Linked DNA regions of Pan troglodytes: region 1 is linked to region 2. Evidence: chromatin contacts called from public HiChIP or PLAC-seq data. All regions are on one chromosome and are shown on one strand. Each heading gives the region's core, a stretch centred on a gene start, on an enhancer-like site or on the middle of the called end of the contact. The rest is flanking DNA. Distances are from core to core; before and after follow the strand shown.

What was found. HiChIP or PLAC-seq counts read pairs in DNA pulled down with a chosen protein or histone mark.
Region 1: a contact with region 2 is called in an H3K4me3 HiChIP or PLAC-seq map of stem cell-derived excitatory neurons, with 2.1 times the contacts expected there. The contact joins the promoter of MAP3K9 here to the promoter of MED6 in region 2. A contact is called at or near these places in 1 of 7 Hi-C or Micro-C datasets (stem cell-derived neural progenitor cells) and 1 of 1 datasets of contacts at active chromatin or transcription factors (stem cell-derived excitatory neurons).

The regions. Positions count from the first base shown.
Region 1 is chr15:68,791,448-68,796,779 of NHGRI_mPanTro3-v2.0_pri, reverse strand. MAP3K9 (mitogen-activated protein kinase kinase kinase 9) reads left to right here and starts at 3,672. Exons shown (of 12, transcript XM_016926277.4): 1 at 3,672-4,420. The coding sequence starts at 4,015. It overlaps LOC100608197 (a long non-coding RNA gene), which reads right to left and starts at 3,225. Exons shown (of 2, transcript XR_674161.5): 1 at 2,511-3,225.
Region 2 is chr15:68,583,659-68,589,563 of NHGRI_mPanTro3-v2.0_pri, reverse strand. It overlaps MED6 (mediator complex subunit 6), which reads left to right and starts at 4,636. Exons shown (of 8, transcript XM_510038.8): 1 at 4,636-4,741. The coding sequence starts at 4,720.

The DNA.
Region 1 (5,332 bases), core at 2,423-4,922, 210 kb before region 2:
TTTTTAAAGGACAAAGCCAGGATAAACCATGATCTGTTGACTTAAGTCTAATGCCAACTTGCATCTTGATTGCTATTTTCTCCCTTATGCTATGCTTTTCAGCGTGGTAGAGAAAATGTTTCTTTTTTGGGGTGACATCTGCCAATCCCCTCCTCAAAAACTTCACAGTGGTAAAATCTTGGTAATTCCACCTGACTTTCAAAGTCTTTTACAATCTGCCCTTCTTTTATTTCATCAGTTTTATTTCCCATCACTCCCTTTTTGCATTCTCTCCTCTTCTCTGGATGAAATTTCTATTATTGCTACCCACTACATTAATTTCTATTTCCACATCTTTTATTCTCTATTAATCAGGTTGTATATATCTTTCAATGCCCAACTTAAGCATCTCCTCATCCATTCTAGTCCTCAGGGAAGGCAGTATTTGATCACCCCACAGCCCTACTCAAAACCTTTCAGTGATAACCTTTTACATGCTGAACAAAACCAAGGCTTCTTCGCCTGGGATTCAAGTCAGCCAGCCAGTTGCAAAGAAGTACTGAGAGTCAATTATGTGCTAAGCCCTCTCTAGGTGCTGGGAGAGCTGTGGAGAACCAGACAGACTGGTTCCTACCCTTATGGTGGATGCACCAGACATTAAATAATTACAAATAATCAATTACATAATTACTAGTGTGAATCAAGTGATTACAGGGCCCTCTACAGTCTGGTCTCAACCTATCTTTTCAGTTCTTTCTCATCCTTCTATTCCATCCAAATGGTCCCCTCTCCATGCTTTCCTACGTCTGTGGCTGTGCCTATTCCCACCCTCCTTTCCTGAACACACTCTTCCCTGCTCCACCCCATTCCCCTCCAGGACCAGTTCTGGTTCTGCTTCTTCCATGCAACCCTGCCAGACAAGTTTAGTCTGAAAGATCTACCCTCATTTGAATTCCTAGCACTTACCCATTCAACAAATATTAACTGAATGACTTGTTGAAATGTTTGATGAATGATTCTTTATGAGATTCTAAACACATGCTATGGTATTAAAGGTTTAAGTTGTACAGGGAATTAGTTTTCCTATTGAGAAGAATCAGTGATTTTTCTCCTCTCTTCCCCTCTTCCCAGGGAGTGGGAAGGAATCCACGAAACTAAATAGTAGAACATACGAAGTTATGGAGAAGCAAAATGACAATAAACTTACCCAATTACTCATAATCCGACTACTTAGAGACCCACCATTGACATTTTTCTCTTTTTAGTACTTTTTTTCCTGTTTCTGTTTTGCTGTGTGTCTACAGTTTGTAAGACTCTTCTTCCCTCAAGTTAAAAAAAATTTTTTTTTTTGAGACAGGGTCTTGCTTTGTCACCAGATTGGAGTGCGGTATAGCAAACACTGTTCACTACAGCCTTGACCTCCCAGGCTCAAGCAATCTTCCTGCCTCAGCCTCTCAAATAGCTGGGACTACAGGCTTGCACCACCATGCCTGGCAAATTTTAAAATTTTTTGTAGAGATAGGGGTCTCGCCATGTTGCTCAGGCTGGTCTCCTTCCTGGGCTTAAGTGATCCTCCTGCCTCAGCCTCCCAAACTGCTGAGATTTCAGGCACGAGCGACCATACCCAGTCCTAAGTTAAAATTTTATCAAGACAATTATTTTCTTATGGCCTTTAAAAAAACACAATATACCTCCATCCCCACTCCCTTGCTCTCTGCTGCTTGATGGTGGAATGGTTTTGTCTAAAACAAAACCTAGAGAATTTACTCAGACTCATCCATATCTTTTCCAGTTCATGGATCCTATGTAAAATAAGAATCTGAGCATTGTTTTAGGTCTTTACTTAAACAGAAATCCTTTTTCAAGACCTACTCTGGATGCTTTTTAGAACAAGCCTCATCTCTTTTCTTCAAGACCTCAAATGTGTGCTATGACTATACAGTGTAGTCATATTGATGAGCGAACCACAGAATGTTCAAACTATGAGGACACAGGATATCTTCCAGTTCACTCCCCTCACTTTAAGAGTACAGTGTTAGGACACCTGCCCGAAGTCATGCAGCTGCCTAGTTATCTTTCCAAATTGCCCCGCTGTCTTTAGTTTGTGTAATAATAAACCCCAAACTAAAATTCAACAAAAGCACTCACCCTTGCTAAATAAATCATGTCTATTCCTACCACTGAAGGGGAAAAGGTAACAAAGTTTGGTAGAGGTTGGGCTAGATCCTTCAGCACTGGCTTATTTAGAAATTTCAGAGGACTAGGTGAGGTGGCTAAGGCCTGTAATCCTAGCACTTTGGGAGGCCGAGGCAGGTGGATGACTTGAGCCCAGAGTTCAAGACGAGCCTGTACTTCCAGCTACTCAGGAGGGTGAGGTGGGAGGATGGCTTGAGCCTAGGATGTTGAGGCTGCAGTGAGCCGAGATTGCGCCACTGCACTCTGGCCTGGACAACAAACTGAGACCCTGGAAGAAAAGAAAAGAAAAGAAAGGAAAAGAAAAGAAAAGAAAAGAGAAAAAAAGATCAGAGAACCTTTCTTACTGGAAGTCAACGTTGCCACGATAGGATTAAAGCAAGAAGAAACATTATGGGCCTCCTATCTCGTCCTTAATGTTCAAAACGCAGGGTACAGCAAAGCATATAGGAAGAGGTCGTCCTCACTTGTGAACTCAGCATCGGCTTCTACGTTTATTCTGCTTTGGTTCTTCTTAATCTGACCTCTATAGACTTCGCCACGATCCAAGGTGTAATTCCAACAGGCAAAAGAAGTCTAAGGATTGTCGAAAAGGTGGCTCCCTTCAGACAGACCAAGCCCAATTCATGGCAGCGTTCCCAGCCCCAGTTTGAAGCTCAGTAAGGTGGTCTCTTGCCTTTCTGAATTCTGAAAAAAGAGTGGTGTTGGAATCTCTTCTTACCGGAACCCAGGAGAGGGCGAGCTGTGGTGCAGTCCTCATAAAGGGGAGAACTGTAGTTTTCAGAGTTCTAATGAACATCCCAATGGGCCTAAAAGGCTTCAATAAGAGATGAAAGGTTCCGGGTGAGAGTGGGCGTGGGCGAAGCTGATCCCTCTAGGTTGGACTAAGGCAGAGCCAGATCCAAGAGGGAGAATCCAACTGTAAAAGGGATCTGGGGAAGAAAGAGCTCTGTTGGGGGTGCAGCCGGATGAAGAACACCGGTGCTGCTCAGTGCAGCCCCTACCCATCCATGGCAAACAAAGGCAGCGGCCTCCCTTCCAGCCTTTTAGTTTGAATGAAGGCTCAGTATTACCTTTTAGGATCCACCCTTCCCTCCTCACGCACCCAATGAGGCCGGAGCCTCTTCCTGCCGGGAGGTGCTGAACTCTCCCAGGAAACGGACAGGTGCCGCGAGCCAATGGTGGGAGCTGCGGCGGGCCAGTGGGCGGGAAGAGTGGGTCGACCTGGGTTTGAGAATGACAGAGCCCGCAATGGGGGAAGGCACGGTGCGTCGGCGGCGCAGGGGGTGAGGGGGACCAGCGAGACGGCCAGCTAGCCTGCCCCAACCACGGCGGAGGAACCGGGGACTGGGCGGCCGCAGCCAATGGGAAGGCAGCGGGCGCGGGGCGGGGCGGGCGTGGGGCGGAGCCCCCTCGGGTCCGCAGGGGCTGGGGCGGAGCCAGGCCCGCGTCAGGTGGTCCCGGCGAGCTGGCGGTGCGGGGGGCGGGGCACGGCACGGCGCGGAAAGGAGAGCGGCGGCCGGCGGGCAGCGGCGGGCACCGGCTGCGCGAGCAGGTACCGGCGGCAGAGGTGACGAGGCCGCCCCCGGGGGGGCGAGCGGGCAGGCGGGGCTCGGCCCGCTGCGCCCCTAGGCTGCGCGAAGCGCTCGCGCTCGGCGCTCTTCTCCTACCGCGGTAACAGCGCCGGCGAGCCGGCTCTCCCAGCCCTGCCAGCCCGGGCCCTACCTGCGGCCGCCGTCGTAGGGGGGGGGGTCCTCCCAGCTCTGCGGAGGCGCATGAACAATAGGCGGCGGCGGCTCCTGCGGGCGGCGGCGGCCCCGCACCCTATGGATCGGCCGCTCCATGGAGCCCTCCAGAGCGCTTCTCGGCTGCCTAGCGAGCGCCGCCGCTGCCGCCCCGCCGGGGGAGGATGGAGCAGGGGCCGGGGCCGAGGAGGAGGAGGAGGAGGAGGAGGAGGCGGCGGCGGCGGCGGGCCCCGGGGAGCTGGGCTGCGACGCGCCGCTGCCCTACTGGACGGCCGTGTTCGAGTACGAGGCGGCGGGCGAGGACGAGCTGACCCTGCGGCTGGGCGACGTGGTGGAGGTGCTGTCCAAGGACTCGCAGGTGTCCGGCGACGAGGGCTGGTGGACCGGGCAGCTGAACCAGCGGGTGGGCATCTTCCCCAGCAACTACGTGACCCCGCGCAGCGCCTTCTCCAGCCGCTGCCAGCCCGGCGGCGAGGACCCCAGTTGCTACCCGCCCATTCAGTGTAAGGCGAAGGCGGGGCCCGGGAGCCGGGCGAGGAGGGGGAATGACGGAGGCCTGGGGGGCGGTCGGGGAAGGGGGGAGCCCTGCGCGAGGGCTGGGATGAGTGCGGGGGGTGGGGAGGACGATTGACCTGGGTGTGGGTGGCGCGCGCTTAGGCTGCCCGGGCTTCGCTTGGTGTGCTGGATAAGCTCGAGACGCCTCAGGCCCTGCCCGCACTTCAGACGCTTGGGCTTCTTCACCTTCATTTGGCCACCTCAGCAGTGGCTCCCGATTTCCACATCCTGAAGTCCCAGTCTGAGAATTTGCCAGTTTCCCAGTCCCTTCTCTTACCCACCCCCCCGCCGCCCCCCATTCCCAATCTGGAAGTGTTTATGGCAAGCTGGTGGTTAGTGTCCTAGCCTTAGTCCCCAAATCAGGGACCTTGCCACCACCTCTTCTAACGCCTGTCCCCCGCCTCCTAAAGGCATTTGCTTTCAAAGAGATGGGGGTGTCTCCGCAGGGCTGAGCTGGCTCACAAGTCCCGGAAGCATGTGTGAACTCAAGGCTCAGGTGCCTGTAAAATGTCGGGTTGATTTCTTGGATCCTATTTCTTATATCTCAGAAGTTGCACCTTTAGGAGTCTCACTGATTAATGTGCTAAGAGGGATGTGTGTGTTGAGAGTGGGGGTGGGACAAGTGATGATTAGAGAGGAAAAAGTATGTCGTTCCCCCATGGGAGATCAGGATTGCAAGGTACAGTGGCTGAATCCCAGTCCTTTGACAGTGAGGCTGTTTGGGAAATACATTTTCTTCTTTCTTCTCATCCTAGATCCTTGCCTATATTTGGAACTGGTCAAATCTCAGGGGGACCATGCTCAGGGGTCCCTCCCAGGGCCTTTCTCCCAGTGTCCTGGTTTCCGTCAATTTTCCAGGA
Region 2 (5,905 bases), core at 3,387-5,886:
ACTCCAGCCTGGGCAACAGAGGGAGACTCCGTCTCAAAAAAAAAAAAAAAAAAAAGAATAGAAGCTGAAGATTAATTGATTAATGTTCATCTCAGTAAATTAGAAAAAGAACAACAGAATAAAGCCAAAGGAATTAGAATAAAAATATGAACAAAAAAATGAACAGAAATAAGTGAAACAGAAAAAATACAATAGAATGAATTAATCAAGAAAAAAGTTCATTCTTTAAAAATACAATCAAATTGGATAAATCTTTGGTGACATTCATCATGAAAAAAAGAAGAAGGAAATATAATTAAAAAGGGAGATGTGGGTTTAGATATAGCCCAGATTAAAAGGACAATATGAGAATACATTGAGCTACTTTATTACTGTTAAGGTCCCAGAATTACTACTTTCTTCCCTGCATTTTTCTTCAGGAAACTGTCTAATCCTCTATCCACAGATCCTTAAGAGTAAAGCAAGAACTACCAGCAGATTTCCAAGATACTGCCACAGCCACCTCCCTTTTGGGGTTTGCTGGGATTGTTACTTCAGATACAGCAATTTGACTTTGAGCCCCTACCTGCCGTATTGAGTTGGCAGTCAAGGATCTTCCTTGGGATGCTTCTCTTTGCTCTCCTCCAGAATTAACCAAGCATCTCAGGGGCATACTCACCCCAAAGAATGTGGGGGTTATTAAATATTTTCTAATGCCATACTGGAATATGATTATCTAGTTTGCCTTTGTTATTGCTTTTTGATGCCTTGATGGAGTCTTGCTTAAAGTTAGTGCTGTGTAATCTCATGGGCCCTTGACAACTATCCTGCAATGAGAGGAAAATCCACAAAGGTTCTTTGAGGGAAGATAATTCTGTTTGGACTAAGCTTATTTGTACTCTATGTTTAGGATTCTAGGGTTAAAGCTTTATGAGTAGATTTTTTTTGTTTATGATTACAGCCACTTCCGAAGGTGAACAGCTGCTTTCAGAATTACTGCCACAGGTCAGGTTTTGGCATTTGCCTTAAGGGGTTGTGTAGCTTTTCTTGTAACCCTTAAATCACAAAAAAATTGGTACCATACCTCTCCCTAGACCACTGGGGCCAATCTCAGAGCTTCCAAGGTAACTTTTCAGAGATAATTCCTCAGTATTTCTAAGGCAATTTTCTGCTTTGTATAATGAAGTAGCTGGACTTTTCCTCACTAAATAAGAAGGAAAAACACCCCACACATTTGTCATTTGCTAAAATACTTTCCTGATAGGACACCAAACAAAATATAACCATGTTGTTTTTATTTAGAATATTAGTATAAATAAAGTTGTGCGTTTGGCATCATTCTAACATCAGGAGAGATTTTAAGAATTTTCTTATAACTTCCCATAAATCAATTTCCATTAACAATTTCATATTTCATTTATTATTGAATTAATGAAGTTTATTATTTATCTGAGGGCCATCATATCATCCATTCATTTATACATGAATTTGTTCATTCAACAAATATTTGTTGAACACCTACTATATCAAAAACACCCTGCCAGAGACTAAGTAAGTAACACCAGGCAAACACAGACATGACCATGTCCTCACAGAGTTTACAGTCTAGAGAATTTTTTTTTAGAAAAGAGTCTGAATTCAGGCCAGGCAATTATAGAGGTATTCCTATAAGGAAGGGCACACATTTCTATAGGTACAGAGTGGGATGACATGACGTGTAAATTTAGAATATTGGAGAGAATGTTAGAGAAAGAAAAACGTAGTAACGAGGATCATGGTGTCAGGTATTTAAAGGGAGCGTGTGTGAAGGAAAGCTGTTTTTCTAGATGGTGATCTTATGGAGGAAGATGAGTACCACACATTATCAATTATCCATGAGCATCATTTCATCTTTAACCAATCAGAAATCATTCCCACTTCCATACTGAAGATCTTGTTTTTTCTCTTTTACTTGCATTCTGACACTTACATATTAAATTATCTAAGTTTCCAAATCCTAAAGCCTCAAAAGGTCATACTGTATATAGTGGAGGCAGGTACACATTTTAATATATCCTACAGAAAATAGATTACACCAGTATTACTGATTTTATGGAGGAGACAGTACATAGCAATTTTGTGTGCATGTGTGTGTTTTAACATAATAAAATCTTATTTCTTGCTTTGGATCCAGTTTAGGTCAGCAAGGTGGCTCAGCACCTGTGGTCAGTCATTCAGAGACCCCAGCCCCCCAACTCCCCATCACCACCACTTTCAATCCATGACCTTAGGTTTTTCTGGCATCTAGCTGGTGAATACAGAGAGAGAAAGTGAAGATGGAACCAGTGTTTTTCACTGTCTTGGCCTGGAGGTAACACTTATCACTTCCATTCACAGTCCCTTGATGAGAACTGGCTACGTAGCTCCATCCAGGTGCAAGGGTGGTGGAAAATATAGCTTAGCTGTATACCCAAGTAGATAATAAGTTTGGTGAAAAGCTAGCTCATCTGCTTCAGTCCGTCTCCTCATTTAAAAATGGGAGTAATAGCTTCTGCCTCATAAAATTGTTTTGAGGGAACAACTAGATAGTTCGTCAAAGTGCTTAGCACAGTGCCTCGTCCATAGTAAGTGGCTCAATAAGCACAACAAATACTTTTGACATCCATAAACAAATTTCCAGTCAGAACCTTTGTGGCATTCTACTCATTCAAATCTTTTAATAGCTTCCTATGTTCTTTGAATAAAAAATAAATTATTGACCAGGCTCTCTATCATCTGGCCCCTGCCTTCATTCCCAGTCTCTTTTCCCATCATTCATCCTTCACTCATACAACCCGGCTTACACTGGCCTTTCTGTGGTTCTCAGACCAACCCCTTTCCCACTGTAGGGTCCTTGGTCCCCTCTGTCTGATACGCTTGTGCCCCAGCTCTTCACATGAGTGATTTGCTTTCATCTTCCAGGTCTCATCTCAGGTATCACTTCCTCAGAGAGGCCTGTCCTGACTGTCCTACCCAAAGTGGCTTCCTCCCTATCTTGTCTTCTCTTGTTTTTGTTACCACACTTTTTTATTTATATTTCTTTATTAATTGAAACAATTAATATAAAAGAAATAGAGATGGGATCTCGCTATGTTGACCAGGCTGGTCTCCAGCTCCTGGGCTCAAGCAATCCTCCCATCTTGGCCTCCCAAAGTGCTGGGATTACAGGCGTGAGCCACCTCGCCCTGTCTTCCTCAAGTTATCTTTCTAAAATGGAAGCTTGATCACATTTCTCCCATTGCCTACAAAATAAAGGTTGAGCTTCCAGGTCTTATTTACCATGCATACCATATGTTTTATTATCTACAGATCTGCATTCTGTCACTATTCTTCCTAATCTCCTTCTAGCCTAATCAAAACACAAGGAAACAAAAAACTAGAAAAACAAAACAAAAAGCTTTATGGATCACACTTTTTATTGGATACGATACTCCTCCTTTTTGCAATGTCCTCCCACTAGGCTCCCAACCAGGCCCTCCTGAAAAATTCTCTCTCAAAACTTTACTCTGTGCATGCACATACTTCTGTTGGGACACCTATTTTATACATACCATCTCAGGCAGAAAATTCCCAAACTGAAATGTACAGGCAATGTACTTTTATTCTACGGAGTTAACAAATTTTTAATTCCTTGTCTATGAGGTTGAAAATCCCAATTAAATTTATGGTCTTCCCCTCTTGCTCCTGGGTTGTGGTTAAATTCTTGGGGAGTCTTCACAGTACCTAAGTTTTGGAGAAGATGTAGGCACCCGCCCTCATCCCTCCTTCAGATTTTGGCATCCTCTTCCTAGTATCTGTGTGTTGTTTTCATATTTCTGTATCGTTTTGCTTTTACAGAGCCACACTGAAGCTTGAAAATCTGAGGCTTTCTGTAGCTTCCCCGTACACAGAATCATTCCCTCTTTGGAGCCTTGCTACCTACTCCAGACTACTTGGAATGCAGACATTTGCTCATTACTCTGGGACCCAGGGGTATTCCCTTTCTCTTAATCTTATTAATATTTCACTTCAGAAGCATTTCCTGTGTTGTGAAATTTTTCTCAGAGGCTTCTTTAATTGGTTTAGATTTTTAATGGATTTAGTCACATAAAAGCCAATGACTCCCAAATTCTTAAGTCCTGTCCCATCCCAATACCTGAGGCAGGGAGAAAAATATAAATGACCATCGTTCCTAAATCTGATAGCTCAGTGGATACACCCGGGGAGCTTTTAAAATTAAAGAGACACTCCCAAGCACAACTCTACAGCATCAGAATTTGTTTTCTTGACGATCACAGACGATCAAGACAGAATTCTTCCATCAGTGGTGGGCGTGGGGCGGGACTCAACTCGGTCTTTCTGTCCTCTAAGTCTTCTAATTTTTTTCCCAGTAATCCGCCCTCCCGTTCTCCTTCTTTGGCCCATCCCTCTTCTAGTCTTTCCCTGCTCCCCTGCACCAACCTTTCTGCGTCCCGTCCCCTCCCATCCCCTCCCATTCCCCTACCCCACCCCACCCCATCCCACGTTTCCCGCCTCCCGCGCCTCTCCCGCTTTCCGCCCCCTCGCCTCTCCTCCCCTCCCACCCGCACCTCCACCCCCTGCCTCTCTCCTGCCCGCCCCGCCCCCTCTTCCGCTCTACGTCCCTCCTCACCCATGCGCACTCTCTTCAACCCGCTGCTTCCGGCGGCCTAGGCTTACGTTTACTTTGCGCCGGAAAGAGAACCTGTAAACGCTTTCGGAATTATGGCGGCGGTGGATATCCGAGGTATACTGTATTGCTATATTTTGTCTCTTGATTGTCTATGGACTAGTTTGGGATGTTATAGCTCGCGGTTTCAAGGTTTAGGTTCCTTTGTGTGAGGTCTCAAGCTTTTTTGAGTGGTTTTTGTGGACAACCCAAGGCTGTGATCTAGCGAAACGTTGACGAGTTTTTTTTTTTTTCTAAGTTCTTGGAGCGTCTCTTGGAAGCGTCGGAGAGAAGGGGTTGGAAGAAGCTCTGGGTTTTGAACTTTCAGAGCTGGAGTTTTGTTCTACACACGTATCTCTGCAGCAACATTAGGGCTATTCTATTGGAGTGAAGGAATGGCGTTTAGGCAGAGAAGGGAATGGGGTAATAAGCCAACTTGATTTGATTCATCTCTTGGGACTTGGCATGGTGGCTGCCTAATTCTTTAGACCGCGCCACACGGGTCCCTGAGCATGAATCCCAGATATTTTCTTTTTTTTTGAGTCGATAATACTTTACATCGAACGTCCAGCAATTATTATGGGCGGGGTCGTATTTTTTTCACAGCTGAACTGTAGAGGTACTCAAATATTGAATCAGTCAGTGAATAAATGTATGGAGATGTCACCCCTTAACTGCTGCTTGATCTTGGGGAGCATGTAGAGTTGTTTTTGTGTATATAGTACTTGATTTTTAAAGGGAGATGTTTGAGATGCCTTTTTTAAATATTAACTGGATTGGGGTCTAACACATTTATTACAAATACTCTCATTTATAGTTGTCTGGCGATCTGCAGCACTTCTGGATCATGATTTTACATACGTGTCTTTCATTATTTATTTCATCACTTGCTGATGGTTAGAATGCTGTTAGAATGCTTGGGCTATGTCAACATGTTGCCTTGCTACAGAATAAAAAAAAGAAATATTTAGTTTATAAAATGTTTTACTTATAATTCAGATTGTTAGGATCATGGCAAAGACTCTAAAATAAGAGTGTGTTTGGTGTGTTAAAGGAACAGCAAGGAGGTCAGTGTGGCTGGAGGGTCGTGAGAGAGGATGTGGGAAGGAGATGAGGTCAGAAAGGTGTTGAAAGCTATGATAAGGTCTTTGGCTTTTCCTCTGAGTAAAACGCAGAGCCATTGGAGGGGTTTCCATCAGAGGAATGATGTGATCTGACTTTTTTTTAGGACTACATTGGCTG